Linked DNA regions of Oryctolagus cuniculus: region 1 is linked to region 2. A link is a contact called in public Micro-C data. All regions are on one chromosome and are shown on one strand. Each heading gives the region's core, a stretch centred on a gene start, on an enhancer-like site or on the middle of the called end of the contact. The rest is flanking DNA. Distances are from core to core; before and after follow the strand shown. Region 1 holds the start of MAP3K7CL (MAP3K7 C-terminal like). Region 2 holds the start of BACH1 (BTB domain and CNC homolog 1).

Evidence for each region. Hi-C and Micro-C count contacts between places; a contact is called where the count stands out from the background.
Region 1: a Micro-C map of ear pinna shows a contact between it and region 2, with 6 times the contacts expected there. The contact joins the promoter of MAP3K7CL here to the promoter of BACH1 in region 2. A contact is called at or near these places in 3 of 6 Hi-C or Micro-C datasets (ear pinna, psoas muscle and an unstated tissue).

Annotation. Positions count from the first base shown.
Region 1 is chr4:16,569,559-16,574,182 of mOryCun1.1, forward strand. MAP3K7CL (MAP3K7 C-terminal like) reads right to left here and starts at 2,142. Exons shown (of 5, transcript XM_051859470.2): 1 at 1,965-2,142. The coding sequence starts at 2,000. It overlaps CCT8 (chaperonin containing TCP1 subunit 8), which reads left to right and starts at 2,223. Exons shown (of 16, transcript XM_008267158.4): 1 at 2,223-2,499. The coding sequence starts at 2,440.
Region 2 is chr4:16,286,230-16,290,970 of mOryCun1.1, forward strand. BACH1 (BTB domain and CNC homolog 1) reads right to left here and starts at 2,678. Exons shown (of 6, transcript XM_008267170.4): 1 at 2,467-2,678; 2 at 1,662-1,746.

The DNA of each region.
Region 1 (4,624 bases), core at 892-3,391, 280 kb after region 2:
AAGCAGAGGCATAAGTGCAATAATGACAGTAAGATTCATTAAAGTGACAGAGTGAGTATGTATGTAATCAGGCAGGAATGCAGACAAACCCATGAGAGAAGCTCCCCATGAGATGGCCTAAGAGAAAGACCTCCCCACAAGGAGAAAGCATGGGAGGAGGCTGAAAAAGGAAGTTCTCATGTCCCCTTTATGGGGAATGATGTGCTGTTTTATTACATAAACGGTGGAGTTTGGGTAGGATTCAAGGCACATGAGGTCCTCTGGGACAATTTTATTGCATCTCCAGTTGCTTCTCTCTGTACATGTGCTTCACCTTCCTGGTCCTGGAGGAAACCACCAGTGGCAGGTAAAGGGGTGGAGTTAGCAGGGCTAGAGACAGAAACTACGGAAAAGTCTTCCAGTTAATTTTACCCTACTTCCCTTCCTATTCTGGCTGGGCCCCACATCACTGGGCGGCAGTAATGGCTCAAGTAATTAGATTCCTGTCACCCATGGGGAAAACCCTGGATTGAGTTCCTGGCTCCTGACTTTGGCCCCACTCAACCCCAAATGTTTATGGTATGTGGGGAGTGAACCAGCAGATGGGAGATCTCTTCAAGTAATTTCTTTTTTAATGAGAGCAGTCTCATTATTTTACATGTTTGGCTTTTACATAATTGGCTTCATTAAGATTCATTTTGGGCCGGTGCCATGGTTCATTTGGCTAATCCTCCGCCTGCAGCCCTGGCACCCAGGGTTCTAGTCCTGGTTGGGGCGCCAGATTCTGTCCCTGTTGTTCCTCTTCCAGTCCAGCTCTTTGCTGCGGCCCGGGAGTGCAGTGGAGGATGGCCCAAGTGCTTGGGTCCCTGCACCCGCTTGGGAGACCAGGAGGAAGTACCCGGTTCGGCTTCAGAGCGGCATAGCACCCTAATGGTCATTAGGGCAGTGAACCAACAAAAGGAAGACCTTTCTCTCTGTCTCTCTTTCTCTCTCTCTCTCACTGTCTAACTCTGCCTGGCAAAAAAAAAAAAAATCATTTTTGATTATCTTTATATACAGAAGATGAACTTAGTATATACTAAGTAAATGAAGAGTAGAGGGAGTAGGAGATGGGATGGTTTGCGTGTGGGAGGGTGGTTATGGGGGCAAAAACCGGTATAATCCAAAAGTTGTAGTTTTGAAATTTATATTTATTAAAGTTTAAAAAAATAAAAATTAAAAAAGTAGATAATCGGCTTCTCATTCCTTTGACATTCAAACTGCTGCCATATAACACATCACGTGGGCCTCTGAAAAATTCCTACTGAAAGCAAGAGGAAATGTCTTGGTATCATGAAAATCATTACCAGTGGACTACACTTTGAGAACTGTTGATCTTTTGCAGTATTTCCCAATGAGTGGTTCAAATACGGTCTGAGGTGGCAAAAAAGCAGTTTCCATTATTATTTTAAATGCTTATTAGGAACAAAATGATGCTAAATTTGACTAAGGACGCTAATCTGCCCCAAGTTAAGACAGTTAATCATATGCGTCCAAATCAAAGGCTCCACCAAAATGTTGCTCCATGTTTTCTGTATTTTCCGTCTACAAAACGAGTGGATTCTGTCCCAGCGTGACAACTTTTATTTAAATCAGCCATGTGTCAGTGTGGAAAGACACAGAGGTCAGGTTTGAAAAGATGACAGGAAAACGAAGGGATTTGTATTACCACCAGGAAGCAGAAAAGAAGTGGTTGAGTGCGTTTTTCAACCCGATCTGAGTAGGAATCTTAGCTCTTGCTCTGTGATCTTGAGAAAGTCATTACCGTTCGTTTGGCTCGCTTTGTTTCCCTTCTGTAACATGAAGACAGGATTGCTAACTTGTAAGGTCGACCACAACAGCTATTACACGTAAAGCACTCGTGGGCACTCACACGCAGCTATCCTCACCAACGATCTCAATCACCACTTCCACGTCGCGAGCACTTCCTACGGTGCCCAGAGTACCTGATCTAGGCCAGCCTCAGGAGATGAGGGCAACATCTGTGCCTCGGGAAGAAAAGGACACCTGAAGCTGGTGTCTAGGTCTGGAGCGTTAGGTGGAAATTACGCCTAACAAGTACAGCAAAAACCACACGCCGAGACCTCCGAGGACCGTCGGCAGGGCCCGCAAACGGAAAATAAAAATCACAATGACCTTGGTGCGCCTGCGCGCATTCGTCCGCCAGAAGACCGAGTGTGTATCTAGCGCTCCGCCGATCGATCGACCTGATCGGGGATCGTCAGATCGGTTCTGGCAGCGGGAGCTGCTCTCGCTGTCGCGAGTCTTGAAATCAGGCCGGGGGGAAAGGGCGGGCTCGCTGACGAGCGGGGCGGAGCGTGCAGCGGCCGCACGCCGCGTTCCCAGAAGGCTGTGCGTGCCCCTCGCCTGCCACCTCCGGGATCTTAGCGAGCGCGTGAACGGTTCCTCTGCAGGCTGGCCATGGCGCTTCACGTCCCCAAAGCTCCGGGCTTTGCCCAGATGCTCAAAGAAGGCGCGAAAGTAAGGAGTGGAGGAAGTCGGCGAGGTGGGAGGGTCGGCAGAGGGCTGGGGCGGCCGCAGCGAAGACACGGGCCTACTAACGGGCCCGGCGTGTCCCCCTGGCAGAGCCGGAGAGAAGATTCCAGAAGGGGAGGTGTTCTCGGGGGAGCTCGGCCGCCGAGGCCCGGGGCTCTTCCGTTCTTTAATATCCCGGGAAAGGATCGAGAGGGGACGAGGCGCCGGGTGAGGGGCAGGGCCTCGGGATTCGCTTTCTACGCGCTCGGGCCGGGCCAGCGTCAAGCCCCTCGTGCGCTTTCTCTCCATCCGTGAAACGGGGCTGGTGCGGAGCGAGGAGATGGCACCCACCCCGGGCTGCTGCTGTAGTGTGAGACGAAGCTCTCCCGCTTCGGTTCCATGAGGCCGGGAGTCCCTTGTGGGACCGGGGCGGGGGTGGGGGGGTTCTGGTCTCAGCGTCGGCTGACGGGGTGCAGGACGTACCGGGCTGGGGCTGACTTTCATCGTCTTAAATATCTGACCGACCCGTGGAGCTCACTGCGTAGGAGACACCCTGGCCCAAGTACAGTTACTTAGCTTTCTGATCTTGTGAACGTAATTCCGGGAGCATCGTTTATTGGGAGCTAGCACATTAACAGTTTCTGCGAGGTTAGGGCTGTTTTGTTTCGTAGGATGCACTTTTCAGAGAACGTAGGTGTACTACATAAATGCTAACAAGATTATGTTGGTGGGATATCTCTTTGGTAATGTGACATTATTTGCTCCCTAAAAAAACTCAGTGAAATTGCAGCTTCCAATTTGGATTTCCCCTTCCCCGCTTACTTTAGGGAAATTGTGTATCAAAGCATTATTGTCATTCAGGTGCTAGCAGTTTTCTGCAGAACACGAAGATAATTGTTGAAATAAGTGGGTACTGAGGGGGCTTCAGTGAAAGAAGTCTTGGCTTTTAGAGTTTATATTCATCTGAGGGAGAATTTGAAATAATAATAAAGGAAATAAACAGTACTGATAATAGTGGGGAATGAAAAGGATTAAAAAAAGAGAGAGGGGAAGGCCAGAAGCAGAACAGTTGAAAATGATGTTCAGGCGACTCTTAACTAGTTCCAAAAGACAGAAAGAGCCAGGAAAGAGTAGAGCAGGAAATGTTTCGGGCTGACACACCAGACTGTGCAAAGACCCTGGGTATGCAGTGAATTTGTCCTGTTTCTTAAAGAAAATTGAGTAAGGTAACAGACTGAAGCTTGCAAAAGGAAAGCGGGCATGGTAAAAGATGTGTTCAGAAGCACTGTGAGCCGCAGCCAGGACAGGTGTGCCCTTGTATCCCCAGAGGGATTTGCATTTTACTTTTATGAGATGGGAAGCCATTGAAGGTTATATATGTATGTATGTATTTATTTGAAAGGCAGTTTAGAGAGAGGAGGGTGAGAGAAAGAGGTATCTCATCTGCCGGTGGTATCTTCCCCAAGTGGCCATAACAGCCGGGCTGGGCAAAGCTGAGGCCAGGAGCCTGGAACTACATCCAGGTCTCCCATGTAGGTGAGAGGTGAAGCACTTGGGCCATCTCCTGCTATTTTCCAAGGTACTTTAGCAGAGGACTGGATTGGGAATAGAGCTGCCAGGACTCGAACTGGCACTCACGAGATGCTGATGCTGCTCACATTAAAGGGCCTTAAGTAGAAGAGTGACACTCTGATTTATGATCAGTTGCCTGTTCGCAGGGTGTCAGGAGATGGGACTTAAATGAAATTGTTGGAGGGAGGCTGTGTTTTAGAGCAGTACTGTCCAATATAACTTTAGGCAATGATGGAAATTTTCTGTAGAGAGCTGTGCGTTATGATACCAACTGTATCTTTGAAATGTGGCTAGTGTAGTAGAGGAGCTGAACTTTTTAATTCAAATAGCCACGTGTGGTTAATGGCACTGTATTGGGCAGTGTAGCACTAGAAAAACCTTGATATAAATAGTAGGTTTATGAAACCTATGTGAGATGTCAGGTATTTAGAATTTTAGTATTGTAAACAATTTGGAATTTTTAAAGTATACATGTTGGAATTGCAGTTCAAAAGTCTGTATACTTTAGTCCCTAAACATTTTGGAACAGATACCTTCAGTTAGAATTCCCAGTGAACAA
Region 2 (4,741 bases), core at 1,428-3,927:
AGTACAGCTGTTAAAAAATGTTATTGGCAATGGATAACAAGTATGAGCAGAAAAGGGTAGAGGGGATGTACCTTCACTATGTAATACTCAAGTACTGTTAATCTGTATCTTTCATGTCTTCCTTATTTTATAGAAAAGTTTTAAAAAGCAAAGTTTTAATAGCTTCTTCTTAATTTTACCACCTTGCACTCTTCATTAGAGACCCTAAAAATTCATTTATAATCTTCTCTAGTCCCAAATTTAAACAAAATTAATTTTTTCTAATACAAAATGTTTTAAATGAAAACTACCTACTATAAGAACTCATCATTCTTTTGACATGAGGTTAAGAACCAAACCCTCACCTCCATATTTCCCATTCCTAAACTTTGTCCACACTGAGGAAAGTTATGCTTGGGTTATGTGGTTACTTTTAAGCAAGAAACAATGACACGCAATGTAAAGACACTAGTACTATCTTTCAAGAGAATGAGACACATAAGTATGATCTGACTTTCATTAGACAACTGTCTAGCCTTGACTGTACCAGACATGTTAAATCCACCCACATTCACATTACCCTCCTGATACCAAAAAACTACTCCTGTATTCATGAAAAGCCAAGAGTCATGAAAAACAAGAGGAAAACTCCCTTTTGTGTTAGCATAAAGAAACTTTCATGAAGAACCAATTAAGTTCATGTTTTGAAATGTTAAAGACCATACAACAAGAGGAAATAAAAAACTAAGTACAGTATTGTTTATTGTATCAAATATTTATTGCCTGCAAATATTTACTGCCTGCAAATTTCTGCCCCAGTTTTAGCTCTTTCTCCAGTACAAATTCATTCTCAGTCAGATCTCGCAGCTGTTCTTGGTCTAAACACCTCAGTGCTACCTGGCCACTTCCTAAGAGTGCTCCTGCACTTCCCCAGCTAATTACATGTATCAGAACAGACAACCACTGAGTCCCCTTCAGCCTTCTGAAGCAATCCCTCTCAGTGCTCCTTGGCCTTTTATAGTGGAGGCATGTGATGAGCCTATCTGCACCAGCTGTTCCTAATTACCTCTCTGGCTCGGGTGAATGACTCAGCAACACAACTTTTTTAAAGAGTCATCCTACCTCATTATCCAACCAACATACTGAACAAAGGTAAACCGCTTGACAGAACCTTATGTTAAACAACAACAAAACAAGATGCAGGCACTACCCCAAAGCCACCCTACTCCAAGATGACTCACAGCAGCCTTTTTTCCTAGGTTTCCTTAAGATGTCCAATGGCAGAAGTGACAAGTGCCTTCAAACCAAACCCAGCCCAGCCCAGCCCAGCCCAGCCCAGCCCAGCCCAGCCCTTGCACCACTACCCTGAGACCAGGAAGAAGCAAGCTGACAGCTCTTCCCATTTCTTTGCTCGGCCATGTGACACGTTCAAATGCTCTGCCTCCCTAGAATTTCCACCCTTGATCTTTCCAAACAGCCTCAAATGCAAACCCTGTGGAATGTAATAAGCGTCCACTAGACGAACAAAGACCTAGTAGTGGCATCCTCCATGGGTAACAGTTCCAACACAGATATAAATTCTCCAAACTATCAGCATCCTACAAAGTCTTTGTTCCTCCAAAGACGACATGGTAGCTTGATTTTCCCACACAGGCTCCTCCACAATTACTACTACACTTTACCTTGAATCCGCCCAAGTTGAACGCAGAAAGAGGGCTCATGGTACAAACGCATGCCGCACAATTCTATTCAATGACATGAGCCTGCCTGGAGAGAGAGAGAAAGCCACGGCGTTCGTGATGCATTACAGGAGCACAAAGCCGGTGTCTCTACAATCAACACCCACTCTCACCATGTTGTGAGAGTCCCCATTACGACGAGCGGGCAAAACGCCAACAATGGGAGCCCTGAGACCTCCAATCCCCAAAACCAATTTCCCCAGACGCAGGTTAGACCAGGTGATCTTCCCGCTCTGGCCACCGTTCGGCCTTTCCGACGCGATGACCCGCGCGACCCACACCCAGCTGGGAGGGCGAAACGCCGCCCGGCGCGGGGGACGCTGCGGAGGCGCTGGGAGTGGGCAGAGGGCAGGACGGGGCCCGGGCCGTGAGGGCGGTGCTGATGTGTCACAGCCAGGGCGGGCCGCGGGCTGGGGCGCCGGGTGGGCTCCGACCCGGGGACCGAGGGGCCGGGGAGGGGCGGCAGGCGCCCGGGACCCCGCGGCGCGCGCGAGCGCCCGCCCGGGGGTAAAGTGCAGCGCGCGCCGGTAAACAACAGCGCTGGCCGCCTCAAGAGCCACGGGCACCCACGGACGCCCCTTCCGGTGGACGCGGCCACTTCCAGGAACGGGGCCGCAGCCGCTCCCGGCCCCGCGACCCACCACCACCACCAGAAAACAGCCGCCGGAGGCCCCCTCGGCGCCTCCCCTCACAGGCCCAGGCCGCGACCCTCCCGGGGCAGGGCGAGCAGGCCGGCCAAGCCACTCACCAGAGCCGGAGCGCGGCGCGGCCCGTCTGACGGCAGCGAGCGAGGCAGGCGGGTGGCGCGGGCAGCGGTCAGGTGACTCACTCCCTCCGCGCGGCCGGTGGCCCCGTCTCCTCCCGTACCGTCCCCTCCCCTCTCCTCGGCTCGGAAGCCGCGGCTGCAGCCGTCCCGAGGCTCCCAGACCCCGCCCGCCTGGCCTCGCGAGGCCCCGCCCCGCCCCGCTGAAGCCCCGCCCCGCCCCTCCCGCCAGGCCTGGCGAGGCACGCCCTCCTCGTGAGGCCACGCCCTCCTCGTGAGGCCACTCCCACCGCGCCTAAGTCCCGCCCGCACTTGGAGCCCCGCCCTGCGGCTCCGGAGGCCTGGGCAGGGGACCCGGGGAACCGCGGATCAGGAAAGCCCGCTCTGGGAGCCCCAGGGAGGGCTGCGCCGGCCATCTGACGAGCGGATCCCGGCCGGCCTGGGAGCGGCAGCGGCTCGGGTCCCCCACCTTCGCGTGCCCAGCCCCCTACGAGGACCACTCCTTTCCTGAGGGCAGAGGGAAAGGGGGCGGCCCCCTCAGCCCGAGTGGTGTCCGGACGCCCGGAGGCCGTCACGGCGCCTGGAGCTCCGGGTTCCCGCGCCCTGCGGGAGTGAGAGCGGGCGCCCCTCCCCAGAGCCGCACAGGGGTCGTGGCTGAGGAAGCCCTCGGGGTGGCAGGCGCCCAGATTCGCCAGGTGTGGGATCCTGCCGATCGGGAAGAAGCAAGTACATCCGGGATATTGTAGAAGGCGTCTGGCAGCCCTGGCTTGAATGAGAACAAGGGCATCCGCTAACAGGTGTTCCCTTTTCACCACGACTGCCAGGAAACTTCCAGCCAGGTTCGGTGCCAGCGGTGTCAGCGGGCCCGGCTCGAGCTCTGGTTGCGCTTTCATCCCTTGATGCTTATTGTGGTGTGTATCCAATTGTCACCTTTAAAATTATGTTCCCAAGCCATTTAACACCTCTGGAGCTGAAAGCCTGGGCCCTGCAGAGCGCACATGGCAAAGCTTATCCATGTCGGAAGAGAGGGGATTGTGCCAGCCAACTCCATAATAGAGTTCCTGGAGAGATGGCACTCAACCGGAGGCCTGCAGCCCTCGAAGGATCTGTCTGAAAGGATTTTGTTGTTGGCTTTTCACTTCTAATGGAGAAGGAGAGATGGGAAAACTTGGTGGCTCAACTGGCAGCAGCTCCAGAAAGTGTGGACTTATTTCTTGAATTCAGTAAGACAGCCCTGGAGCAACATGGCAGAAAAAAAAAAAAAAAAAAAAACTTACCACAATAATGAATTCATGTATTATTATTAACAAAACTGCAGGGCTGTACCCACAGTCTGCAGGACTTAGGGACATTCGCATTATATTCGAAATACACGAGAAAATGACAGAAATTGAATGCGAGTACAAATGGTAAAATGATACACTATGGCTTGGATATCAGGGAGAGATTCCCAGAGGAGTAACATTTGTGTTGTGTCTTAATGGTCATGTGTGAGACCCAGCTGTCCAGGGAGGAGGCAGATGGCATTCCAGGCTACCTGAGTTCATGGTAGCTGTGCAGATATTTAACAAGAAATAAGGAAAGGACAGCTGGAAGTAGACCATGAAAGAAGGATTGGGGTTCTTATAAATCATGTGAGGGTTTTTGAGGCTTCACTTTTCTTCCACGTTGAGCCAGTGTAACTACATTCTGCCTCCCACACCTATGCAGTTTCTTCAACAAGGAACACACCCTCCTCTTTGGGAGGGCCTCTTATTTCCTTAGTGGACATACAAATGAATACCAAGTTTTGACACTATCAAGGCAACTAGGAGTGACTCTCAAACTGCTACATGCTTAAGAATAAAATATCTGGGTGCTCACTAAAATGCAGCTTCCTGGGCCCTGCCTCAAAGATCCTGCTATCATAGGTCTGGATGGTACCCAAGGCATCTTTCTAGAAATCATTTTTATTGTTTATTTGGAAGACAAGAGAGAAACAGATCTCCCATCTGCTGATTCACTTTCCAAATTGTCAGCCACAACTAGGCCTGTACCATGCTGAAGCCAGAAGCCTGGAACACTATCCAAGTCTGCCAAGTGAGCGTGAAAGGGACTCAACCACTTGAGCCATCATCCTGTGCTACATATTAGCAGGAAGCTAGAATCTGGAACCCAGACTCAAACCCAGGCACTCTGATGGATGCATTGTCTTAACTGCGAGGCCAAACACCTGACCAAGACATGCTTTTTTAATACTGATGCTGATGATTTTCAGATC